3 separate regions of the Sus scrofa genome follow, and all the other regions are linked to region 2. Evidence: chromatin contacts called from public Hi-C and promoter capture Hi-C data. All regions are on one chromosome and are shown on one strand. The core of a region is the stretch at or near the end of the contact, and the rest is flanking DNA. Distances in the headings are between cores, read along the strand shown. Region 1 overlaps PHACTR4 (phosphatase and actin regulator 4). Region 2 holds the start of RAB42 (putative Ras-related protein Rab-42). Region 3 holds the start of PHACTR4 (phosphatase and actin regulator 4).

Region 1 (3,972 bases), core at 700-3,199, 140 kb before region 2:
GTCATACCTTGTGGACTCCTGAAAGGATCTTGGGGATCCTCAGGGATCAATGGACCATACTTGTTTCAGTTTTCCAATGTGCACAGAGGCTTTTCTGTGGAAGTCATGGACAGAGTCAAGACTTCTTGGGCAGAGCCGTAGTGTGGGCTAGGGCGTAGTCACTTGACAGAAGTACAGTCAGGGAGTGAGCAGCTTTGTGGTTTCTCCTAAGTTGACCATGACCTACCTGCAGCTTTCAGCAGTAGGTTAAAGAACACTTCTGTGTGGTGAAATCAGCATTTTTAGCTCTTTAGGCAGCTCAGTATTTTGAAAAGAAATTCATTAGCATTTAGTTAGGACAAGCTCTGAAGCCCATGCTCACCTGGGCATTGTGTTCTTATCTTTAAGAAGAAAATACATGGCAGCAAAGGTCATGGTAATGACAGCCTTGAGTATGTCTCTTGAGTCACACTGCTCCAATCTGGACAAGTGTCCCCTTGTGTGTAGTACACAGCTGTCTTCCTGGGGTCCTTATTTATCTGGAAACTCTGCTCCTCTCCTGTGTTGGCTTTTTTATTTCTTAAATCCCATGTCTTCTTCTTTCTTGATTATCAATAGAGTCTTAATAATGGGTCTCCTGAACTAGTTATCTGATTTTCATCTCCTTTTTTTTTTTCTTATCTCTGCTTCTTGAACAGTTTGGGGGTTTTTTTTTTTTTTTTTTTTTTTTTTTTTTTTTTTAGGACCGCACCTGTGGCATATGGAGGTTCCCAGGCTAGGGGTCTAATCAGAGCTGCAGCCATTGGCCTACGCCAGAGCCATAGCAACACAGAATCCGAGCCACGTTTGCAACCTACACCACAGCTCGTGGTAATACCAGATCCTTAACCCACTGGGCAAGGCCAGGGATCAAACCCACCACCTCATGGTTCCTAGTCGGGTTTGTTAACCACTGAGCCACGACGGGAACTCCATGGTTTCTTCATCTTTATATTCTATTAAAATTTTATTTTCCACTGTTAGGTTTTTAATTTCTAGAAGTCTTTTTTATTCTCTGACTATTTCTTTCATAATATCCTTTTATTATTTGAACAGATTAACTTTGCCCTGCATAGATTATTTTCCCCAAAGTTGCTTTCCTTTGTTTGTTTTGATCTTTTATGTTAGCGTTTTCCTCTGAAGTCTGTGATAATTAGCTGTCTGCTTGTGATTAAGAGTGGGAAGCTTTAAATTAGAAGCTTTATTAAATGCATAGGCTGGTTGCCTTTGGGCCTTACTATAGTATGAGTTTCTTTTCCCTATTGTTAGGGAATATCTCTGTTATTAGTACCAAGGTTCAAGGGGTAGAATCTTCTGATCACTGTATGTTGGGAGTGATGAAGACTGGGTGGGTTCAGTATTCATTATGTTCACTCAGTTCCCCTCAGTTTTTCATGCTATACTCCCACCATCAACTGTCTTTTGGTCTCCCAGTCCAGAAACCATTTATTTTATCCTTTCCAAAAAACAGACCTCCAGAATTCTGTCAGGATTGGTGTGGGACAGGCATTCAAGGTCATGGAGTGGGAAAGGTGATAAAGGAATCAAACAGCTTTTACCCTGATTCTCTTTGTTTTATTCCTTTTCCTTTCAAAGGAACCTGGTAGAACATAATGAAACTATTCTGTATTAGTATATCCTACTAGGGTTTTTTGTTTTTTGGGTGTTTTTATTTTTATTTATTTATTTATTTATTTTTGAGTAATGGCTACACTTTACGTAAGTGTTAGAGGAAGGAAGGGTCCAGAGAAAATATGTGTACAGTTTACGTACTGTGATGCTTCATGCCCCCACTGCTTTTAAAAATGGCTTATTCCTGGAGTTCCTTGGTGGCTCAGCAGGTTAAGGATCTGGCATTGTCAGTGCTGTGGCACGGGTTCCCTGACCCAGGAGCTTCTGTGTGCCATGGGTGATGCCAAAAAAAAAGTCTCATTCCTGCTTCTGCTTTCTTTCTTCCTCCCTTCTCAAATGTTTATGAGTTAACAGCCATTCTCACTATAGCATGCCTTGGAAGAGGGACTGAAATCCTGGCATATGAAACTTCTTCTGAAAGGTTTCTTTTGGGGCAGCAGAGGATATATATAAACTAAGTTGCCTTCTCAAAATGTTTTAAATTTTCTGACAACTTCATTAAGTTTCTATATAACTTCCTTCAACAGAAGTGAGCACAATATGTTGAAAAAATTTTGGTGTGTGTTTGATTAAATAATTAATGAGATAGACTGTTGGTGTGAAGCCTGAATTTAAGCTAGCTACAAAGGCTTTATTCATATACATGGTATTCTGGGAACAGATTGAACAGATTTACAAGGTAGTACCTCCTTTAGATTAGAATTTGTATCACAGGAAATATGAGAAGTAGTTTGTTGAAGTAGAAAACAGACGTCACATCCTAAACAAATAAAGTCAATTATTTTCTTCCTATTCTGTACCTGAACTTATAATTTATTATTATGTTTTAGAGAGGGTTTTCCTAACCATTCAAGGCCATTTGTTAAGAATCCATGCTCAAGATTAATGCACCTTCAAAGTTCCTGAGAACAATTTTTGTGATGTTTTCATGTTGTTACCTCTTGAAGCTCAAAATGGGCTAATAATGCAGTCCTTCCCTCCCTCCTCTTTAAGAATGAAGGGCAAAACATGAACTTAATTAGTTTTCACATTTTTAAGGTGTAGGAGATAAATTCCTCTGGAATTAAATAATGCTAGAAATAATGTCCTGTTCTTTTCCTATGGCATTAAGGAGACATTTAATACAGCATTACTGTATGTACATATACACACACGTACATATAAAATGTCTTGTGTCATCGTATTTCCTGATAAGAGTATAAGATCATGGAAGGCAAGATCCTTTTACTGTTATACCCCATTGCTTGGAAGTTCCTGCTGTGGTGCAGTGGATTAAGAATCTGACTATAGGAGTTCCCATTGTGCTCAGCAGAAACAAATCTGACAAGCATCCATGAGGACACAGGTTCAATTCTGGCCTCACTCGGTGGGTTAGGGATCTGGCATTCCATGAGCTATGGTACAGGTCGCAGATGAAGCTCAGATCCTGCGTTGCTGTGGCTGTGGTGTAGCCTGGCACCTACAGCTCTGATTCAGCCCCTAGCCTGGGAACCTCCATATGCCACAGGTATGGCCCTTAAAAATGACCAAAAAAAAAAAAAAAAAAAAAAAAAAAAAAAGAATCTGACTGCAATGGCTGGGGTCGCTGCAAATGCATGGGTTTGATCCCTGGCATGGCAGAGTGGGTTAAAGGATCCAGTGTTGCCACGGCTGAAGCTTGGATTGAATTCCTGGCTAGAACTTCCATATGCAGGTCATTAAGGGGAAAAAAAAGAACTATTGCTCAATAGTCAGTGATATTTATATATATTCCTTAGAGTGGTTTTAAATTTTCCTCTAAGATAGAATTAACAATCTTAAGGGAAGTAGAGTGCATTGAATACCAGTTTCTATGAACCTTAATAATACAGATGTCCTATAATTATTTTTTCTGTCAACAGAAAAAGATGAGCCATTGTAGTAATGAAAGCCTGAAAAGTAGTAATACTGGCATTCTGTACTATCTCCCATGTCCTCTTTTCATCACTTCTAACTGCTACTTAGTCCCTAGAAAGTCACAGCAAGCGAGGGCTAAATGTGTAGATGGTTTTCCATCTGAATTTATTTCTGTATATATATGCATATTGATATTGAGCCCTTATCAATGTGTCATGGAAACTACATAGGCAATGATTATAAGAATGAAAATTAAAAGGATGAGGATGGGTGGCTTACACTTATCATTTTGTATCTCCCTATGTGGTTTGTATTTTCTTTTTTTTTTTTTTTTTTTTTTTTGTCTTTTTTGTCTTTTTTGTTGTTGTTGTTGTTGCTATTTCTTGGGCCGCTCCCGCGGCATATGGAGGTTCCCAGGCTAGGGGTTGAATCAGAGCTGTAGCCACC
Region 2 (3,904 bases), core at 272-2,771:
GATTCCTTTCCCAACACCCCCCCTCCCCATCTGATGCTCCTCTCTCTCCTTCTGGAAGTCAGGGATAAGCAGACTTGAGCCCCTATAGGCACTACTATTTAAGTGGCCAAAGGCCAGGATTACTAGGAGACCCCACAAAAGGGCTTCTCAGTGATTTATTTAGAGGTAGGTACAAGAAAACCTGGGCCTTCCCTAGTCCCCAGCCTATCCAGCCAGAAACAGACTGGGAAGCTAGTCTCAATCTTCCATGCTAGTGATTTTAGATTGGTTACTTAACTTCTCTGAGCCTCAGTTTCCTCATCTGTAAAAAACTGGGCAGACTAACATCTACTCACAAGGTTATATAAGGAGGAAATGTGATGATGTGACGGTTTGTTTTAGGGAGAACTGCTCCCTACTGCCAGTTTGCCAAAACAAGTTAAACTGGTAACTACCATCCACAGTGGGACAGTGGGATTAAACGTATAGACAAGCTGTTTGGGACCAGCCAGAACTCCCTGAAATCCTGAGTGTCCAGAAGATCAGACTGAAAATTATGGAGTGGATCTTGGATACAGATGTGGTTGCCTTCCTCTCGCCCCTAACCCAAGTGGGACCCGATGACTTTGTCTGGTCCTTTGGGAATTTGCTTTGCAGTCCCCTTTAGTGGCATCAAAGGGATAGTGAAGGGGGAAAAAAATCTAAGAAGTTCCCATGTGATGCAGTGGGTTAAGGATCCAGCATTGCCGCAGCTGTGGGGCAGGTTACAACTGCATGGGTTTGATCCCTGGCCCAGGAACTTCCACAAGTCCGAGTTCTGCTGTGACCTGAGACAAGTCACACATCTAAGCCTCCATCTCCTTAGCTCTAAAATGGACACACTACGGCCTTCTCAAAGCATTGCTGTCCCAAAGCATTAGGAACTGACCATCTGGCCTCATAAATGTTAGCTGTCCTGTCCACAGCCAATTGCCCTTCCTCTGGAATTGCAGTTGTACCCTGCCTCTTCTACCCCACTGTGTCCAGGTCCCTCTCTGGGGCCCAGCACAGGCAGGCAGGGAGGAAGCAATAGGGACTGCTGAACATTGAACCCGAACATTGAACACAAGGCCCCAGACCAGGCCAGTGGGGCTCCAGGAAAGGGGCACGTGGGTGGGGAAAGAGCACCTATAAATGATCAACTTTCTTGAGTGGTGTCTCCAGGTCCAGCAGCGGGGGCCCTACTGGGAGACTAACAGAGAGTGGGGGCTGCAGAGAGAAACCATCCCAACAATGAGAAGTGGATGCTCTGGCGCTGTTAGATTCAGGTCAGTGCAAGTCTGATTCTCCCTAGTCCTCCTCCCCACATTATCTAGTTTAATTTTTTCATCTTGTGAAGTAGGGATTATTATCCCCATTTTACAGAGGAGGAATCTGAAGTCCAGAGTGAGGAATTGACTTGCCCAGGTGTTTCCTCGGGTTTGGGTTCCTCCAGGTCCTTTTCCTTGGTGCCAAAGACGCTGGTCAGGGTGGCTGCACACGGCCCGGGGGCGGGGCCCGAGGAGGGGGCGGGGCTGGGGGCGGAGCCGCAGGGCGCGGCCCGGACAGTCGGTCTCCCGGCCGGAGGGAGCCACGACGCCGGCCATGGAGGCTGGGGGCTTCCGCTACCAGTTTCGGATCGCGCTGCTGGGGGACACGGCTGTGGGCAAGACGTCGTTGCTGCGGCGCTACGTGGCGGACGCGCCTTGGATACCAGAGCCCGAGCCGGAGCTCGAGTCGGCGCCCACGGTGGGCGTCGAGTTCTACAGCCGCACTCTACAGCTGCGGGCCGGGCCGCGCGTCAAGCTGCAGCTTTGGGACACTGCGGGCCAGGAGCGCTTCAGGTGCGCGGTGGGGGCAGGGCTGGGGCGGAGTGGGGTGGAGGTGGGGCGGGAGAGGGACCTCTGGTTGGGGCGGCTCAATGCCTGTCCCCCTGACCATGGAGGTGGTCAGTCGCAGTGGCCCAAGTAGAGATCTGGGGGTCCCCATCCTGGATCTGAGTCCTTCACTTTTTTTTTTTTTTTTTCTCTTAGGGCCACACCCCCGTCATATGGAGGTTCCCAGGCTAGGGGTTGAATCGGAGCTGTAGCTGTTGACCTAGGCTATAGCCACAGCCACAGCAACACAGGATCCGACCTACACCACAGATCGCGGCAGTGCGAGATCCTTAACCCACTGAGTGAGGCCAGGGATCAAACCCATGTCCTCCACGGGAGTTCCTATAAGTCCTTCACTCTTGAGCCATTCATCCTGCAAACACAGCCTCTGAGCCCAATACCTGAGACCTGGTGCCCTGCCCCAGAGGAAAGTTTTGACATTGAATTTGGAGGGATGAATGACCTGGGTGTTGAAAAGCCCATAGGAGCAGAGAGAGGGAGGTGTCAAGGAGATGCGAAAGGAAGAGAGATTTGTGTTGGCGATACAGGATGCATAGGAGTTTGCCAGCCAGAGAATGGGGAAACAAAACCTGCAATCGGAAAAACATCAAGAATGCAGAAATGGTCAGGAGAGTATGGAAATCAAAACCGCTCCTTTAGAGTTCCCATCATGGCTCACTGGAAATGAATCTGACTAGCATCCACGAGGACATAGGTTCGATCCCTGGCCTTGGTCAGTGGGTTAAGGATCCAGCGCTGCCATGAGCTGTGGTGTAGGTCACAGACATGGGGGGGATCTGGTGTTGCTGTGTCTGTGGTGTAGGCTGGTGACTACAGCTTTGATTTGACACCTCGCCTGGGAACCTCCATGTGCTGCAAGGGCAGCCCTAAAAAGGAAAAAAAAAAAAAAAAAAAAAAAAAAAAACCCTGCTCCCTAAGTGGGGAGCACACAGTTACTTGGGAGAGACAGATGCTGGGGAAAAGACTCACAGGGCAGTGTGAGATGAGCTATAATGGGGAGTGTGAAGCAGTCAGTGGATGAAAGGAGTCCTGCCTCTGGGGTGTCTTGAAGGTGTCTCATAACTTACTCCCTCCACCATCAGGTGCATCACCAGGTCCTTTTACCGGAATGTGGTGGGTGTCCTGCTGGTCTTTGATGTGACAAACAGGAAGTCCTTTGAACATATCCGAGACTGGCACCAGGAGGTCATGGCCACTCAGGGCCCCGACAAGGCGATCTTCCTGCTGGTTGGCCACAAGAGTGACCTGCAGAGCATGCGATGTGTCTCAGCCCAGGAGGCGGAAGAGCTGGCTGCCTCCCTGGGCATGGCCTTCGTGGAGACCTCCGCCAAAAATAACTGCAATGTGGATCTGGCCTTCAACACCGTTGCTGATGCCATCCAGCAGGCCCTGCAGCAGGGGGACATCAAGCTGGAGGAGGACTGGGGGGGTGTCCGGCTCATCAACACCCAACCCCCCAGGCCCCTCAGCAGGAAGCAGCATCCGGGCCCATGCCAGTGTTGACTCTGGGAGGGAAAGGGTTAAAGCAGCGCTGCCCTCAGAAGGCCTGGGGGGATGGAGAGTGTTAATATCTCTCGGGAGGGCAAATGGCAGAATCTGTCCAGACAGTTAATATATACAGTATCCTGGCACAGTCACGCTTCTTGGATTTTAGGGTCTCAGAGCTCAGCCCCTTTCCACCAGAAAGGTCTAAAAGGCCAGGTGTGCAGCTTCCTGTCCTTAAGCCTGTTTCCTCCAGCAAGAGGAGCTCATAAAAGACCTCACCTCACAGGGGGTTGAGGGCATGAACGGGTGGCATATGCTCAGCCAGGGCCTCCCACACTGTGAGGATGGAACGGCGAGAACTGTCATCACTGCTCTTTCTTGGCTTGGATGTGGCCATTTTTGGCAGTGTCCCTGGACTTGGACGCTGAGCCGCTCAGCGTGTGGACACTCCCGCACAGGTGAGAACAGGTACAGGGAATCTTAGGCTTTGTCAGCCTTGGAGCCTGGATGAAAAAGTGTGCCCT
Region 3 (3,656 bases), core at 916-3,415, 190 kb before region 2:
GTCTGCAGTTTTGATGAGTTTCAATTTATCTGAAACTCATCATCTGGCCTTGAAACCATAACCACATCAAAATGATTAACACAGTTGTCACCTCCAAAAATTTCCTCATCCCCTTTATAATCCCTTCCTACCATGCTTTCCTGGTCCCCAGGCAACCACTTGAACTGTTTTTGTCATAGCAATTCCTAGAATTTTATTTTTATTTTTAAAAATTGTTTTATTTTTTGTCTTTTCAGGGCCGCACCTGCAGCATATGGAGGTTCCCAGGCCAGGGGTCTAATGGGAGTTGTAGCCGATGGCCTACGCCAGAGCCATAGCAACTCCAGATAAGAGCCGAGTCTGCAACCTACACCACAGCTCATGGCAACTGCTGGATCCTTAACCAGCTAAGTGAGGCCAGGGATCGAAACTGCAACTTCATGGTTCCTAGTCGGATTCGTTAACCACTGAGTCACGACGGGAACTCCAAATAAATATCCATTTACTTTTTGAAGAACATTGGAGTTGTTTCCATTCTTTTGACTATTACTTTTTTTTTTCCATTATAGCTGGTTTACAGTGTTCTGTCAATTTTCTACTGTACATACAGCAAAGTGACCCAGTCACACATACATATATACATTCTTTTCTTTCACATTATCATGCTCCATCATAAGTGACAAGATATAGTTCCCAGTACTATGCAGCAGGATTGACTATTACAAATAGAGCTGCTGTGACCATTCATGTTCAAGTCTTTGTGCAGACGTATGCTTTCATTTGTCTTGAGTAAATACCTATAGTATAATGATTGGGCCATATGGTAGATGGGTATATTATTTTATTTTATTTTATTTTGGTCTTTTTAGGGCCACACCCACGGCATACGGAGGTTCCCAGGCTAGGGGTCTAATCAGAGCTGTAGCCGCCAGCCTACACCAGAGCCACAGCAACACAGGATCTGAGCCGCCTCTTTGACCTACACCACAGCTCACGGCAACGCTGTATTCTTGACCCACTGAGCAAGGCCAGGGACCGAACCCGCAACCTCATGGTTCCTGGTAGGATTCATTAACCACAAGCCACAATGGGAACTCTGATGTGTATGTAATTTTTAGAGAAACTGCCAAACAGTTTCCCAGAGTGGTTGTATCATCTTACAGTCTTACCAGTAGAATGACAATTCCCACTGCTCTACATTCTTGCTAACACTTCATATTGCCAGTCTTTTGATGTTACCCATTCTAGTGGGTATGTAATGTTATCTCACTGTGGTTTAATTTGCATTTCCCTAACATCTTTTATGTGTTTATTTGCCATCCATTTATTATTATCTTTGGTAAAGTGTCTCTGTTCAAATCTTTTTTTTTTAAACTAGATTGTCTTCAGTTGAAAGAGTTCTTTGTGTATTTTAAATACTAGTCCTTTGTTGGATATAGGTTTTGTTGCTATTTCAACTAGGTCTGTGGTTTGCCTTATTTCATAACAGTATTTTAAAGAGCAAAAGTGATCATTTTGCTGTTGTGCAGTTTATCGATTTTTCTTTTATGGATTGTGTATTTGAAAGTCACATGGATTTTCTCCTGTGTTTTCCTCTAGAAGTTTTGTAGCTTTAGGTTTTACATTTAGGTCTAATTTGGACTGTGACACAATGGGTTTGGCATTTAGAAAGATCCTCTGACAGCAGCAAGGAAGGTGTTTGGAGGGTGATTGCCTGGAGGTCTGAAACTAGAGAAACTTGGAGAGGTAATGGTGTCTTCCTGCAGGTGATGGTAGTGGAAAAACTGGTAAGGAACTCCGGGGTGTGGAGTGACTGGACCTCATGGGCTGAAGATGATAAAAATGATTCCCAGGTTCCTTCCTTATGCACAAAGTTGCGGGTAACTTGCTTCCAATTTTACTGCACTTCAAATTGGCTCTCAATAGTTTTTTCTTTCGGGGGGAGATTGAAATTGAAATTTAGCCACACGGGGACTGGACACAGCTTTCTAAAACAGCATATCTGCATCAGCTGCGTACTTAGGCGCTCCCTAGAGCCCAGCACTGAACTTTGTCCTCCCGAGTCCAAAGACCTTTGCTCTGTTTAATACCAGGAAAGGTGCCCGAGTTCTTTTACCCGCAGGAAATCGGCAGTGAGCGGCGCATGCCCGGAGAGGCCGTGTGGAGCCGATCGCCTGGAGCTAAGGGCGAGGGGTTCCCGCCATTTTGACCGGCTGGCGACACAGCGGGCTCTTTCCAGGAGACTACAAGTCCCGTGAGGCCCCGCGGCGGCACTTCCTATCCCTCACTGTCCTGCCTGCTCCCTTTCCCCCCTCCCGGGGGCCGAAGGCTCTGGCAGCACCCTGGAGGCCGGCGGGCCAGGTAGGATTTCCGGGGGAAACTACTTTGGAGGCTGAGGCGGCGGCGGCGGCGGCGGCGGCGCCCCGGGTGAGTTCGGCAAGCAGGGGAAAGTGCGCGGGGTCGCGCGGCGGGCGTCTCGTGGGCTCGGGCAGCGCTCTTGGCTCCGCTTGGGGGTCGCGGTGCGGGCCAGGGTACCGGCCGGGCCGTGGTCGCTTCTGGCCAGGGCGGAGCGGGCGGTGGCCGCCGCCTCTTCCTCCGCCCTCCCACAACGGTCAGCGGCAGCTTCTCCGCCTGCGGCGCGCCCCGCGCAGACTAACCCTCTCCGCCCCCCGGGACTTGGCGGGGCTCTTTTGTCTGGGCTGCTTTGCGCCCCTTTGTGCCCGGCGGTGGACTCGCCTTCTCGAGGGAGCACTCCCGGCCAGTCGCGGAGAGGGACTAGTCTCTGGGGATCCGGTTATGGTAACCAGATCGGGTCAAAGTCCATTTTTTAAACCCTTCCTCCCTCATACCTCTGCATCCCAGCTAGGCAGATCCGAGGTTTCGGAGCCAAGTAGAGGCAGACAGAGTTTCTGTTGAAAACCTCGAAGTTATTGTCCAGCTCATGTATGTCAACCCCGGGTGGCTTCAGGGCACTGATCTCTTCCAGGCATTTTTTGGTGGGGGGATGGGCCTCTGGGAAATGAGTGAGTCCCTCTCCCCTAGAAACCGGGAAGGGATCGAATTTGCTGCGATGTCTATATGGGTCGCAGCTGTGATGAGGAGTCCAAGAACTAACGCGGACGGGCAGAATAGTAGTTCACACACCTCTAGAATCTCGGAGGAAAGAAAGTGATTTATAGGGCAGCTAGCAGCCTCTTCATCCACTGCTTGCAGAAAAAGACGATAGCACTTCATCCAGCCGCCCAGTTTCTCGCTCCCTGTCTCCTACTCTCCAAATCTATTTCTTATTTTTTCAGCTTAAAACGAAAAGTTAAAAGCAAACGTCCGTTATTAGAAGGAGCCGCTTTATACAGAAACCAGAGACCTAGTGGCTTCTAGAAAGCCTCAGATGTAATATATGAAGCCAGTTTGAGGGAGGAGAGGTAGTTTACTGCAACTGGTGAATTATGTGGGTTTGATCACATTTTGTTGATGGTAACTTTATGTATCTTCCCTTGGAAGACTGCGTTACTAGGTTCACTTTGAAGTAAAGCTTTTTAAAAACCATTGCAGATTCTTTTTTTGAGAAATAAATTAGTCTTTCAAGTCTCTGAAATGAGGACAACCAAAACATCTTTATATGAATCATAAAAGGTTATAGAACTCATATAGGTTAAATTCCCACCCTAGTCAAGTAG

The links. Promoter capture Hi-C pulls out the DNA fragments that hold promoters and counts their contacts. A called contact is a pair of places that touch in the nucleus more often than the background predicts.
Region 1: a Hi-C map of alveolar macrophages shows a contact between it and region 2, with 1.7 times the contacts expected there. The contact joins the enhancer-like site here to the promoter of RAB42 in region 2. A contact is called at or near these places in 4 of 47 Hi-C or Micro-C datasets (alveolar macrophages, embryonic fibroblasts, mesenteric adipose tissue and 1 more) and 1 of 2 datasets of contacts at active chromatin or transcription factors (alveolar macrophages).
Region 3: a contact with region 2 is called in a promoter capture Hi-C map of fetal skeletal muscle, with 2.7 times the contacts expected there. The contact joins the promoter of PHACTR4 here to the promoter of RAB42 in region 2. A contact is called at or near these places in 2 of 5 promoter capture datasets (fetal liver and fetal skeletal muscle), 13 of 47 Hi-C or Micro-C datasets (alveolar macrophages, brain, embryonic fibroblasts and 8 more) and 2 of 2 datasets of contacts at active chromatin or transcription factors (alveolar macrophages and skeletal muscle).

What each region holds. Positions count from the first base shown.
Region 1 is chr6:85,458,397-85,462,368 of Sscrofa11.1, forward strand. The region is part of intron 2 of PHACTR4 (phosphatase and actin regulator 4); the gene reads left to right. Among named protein-coding and RNA genes, the nearest start is that of PHACTR4, 48 kb to the left of the region's middle. Within about 2 kb of position 1,950, at least 1 of the 83 cell types and tissues checked has an H3K27ac peak or open chromatin away from gene starts, as enhancers often do. A contact at or near this core is called in alveolar macrophages, where this site is marked.
Region 2 is chr6:85,601,518-85,605,421 of Sscrofa11.1, forward strand. It overlaps RAB42 (putative Ras-related protein Rab-42), which reads left to right and starts at 1,522. Exons shown (of 2, transcript XM_003356245.4): 1 at 1,522-1,841; 2 at 2,978-3,528. The coding sequence starts at 1,603. The coding sequence ends at 3,398.
Region 3 is chr6:85,409,828-85,413,483 of Sscrofa11.1, forward strand. It overlaps PHACTR4 (phosphatase and actin regulator 4), which reads left to right and starts at 2,166. Exons shown (of 16, transcript XM_021095668.1): 1 at 2,166-2,406.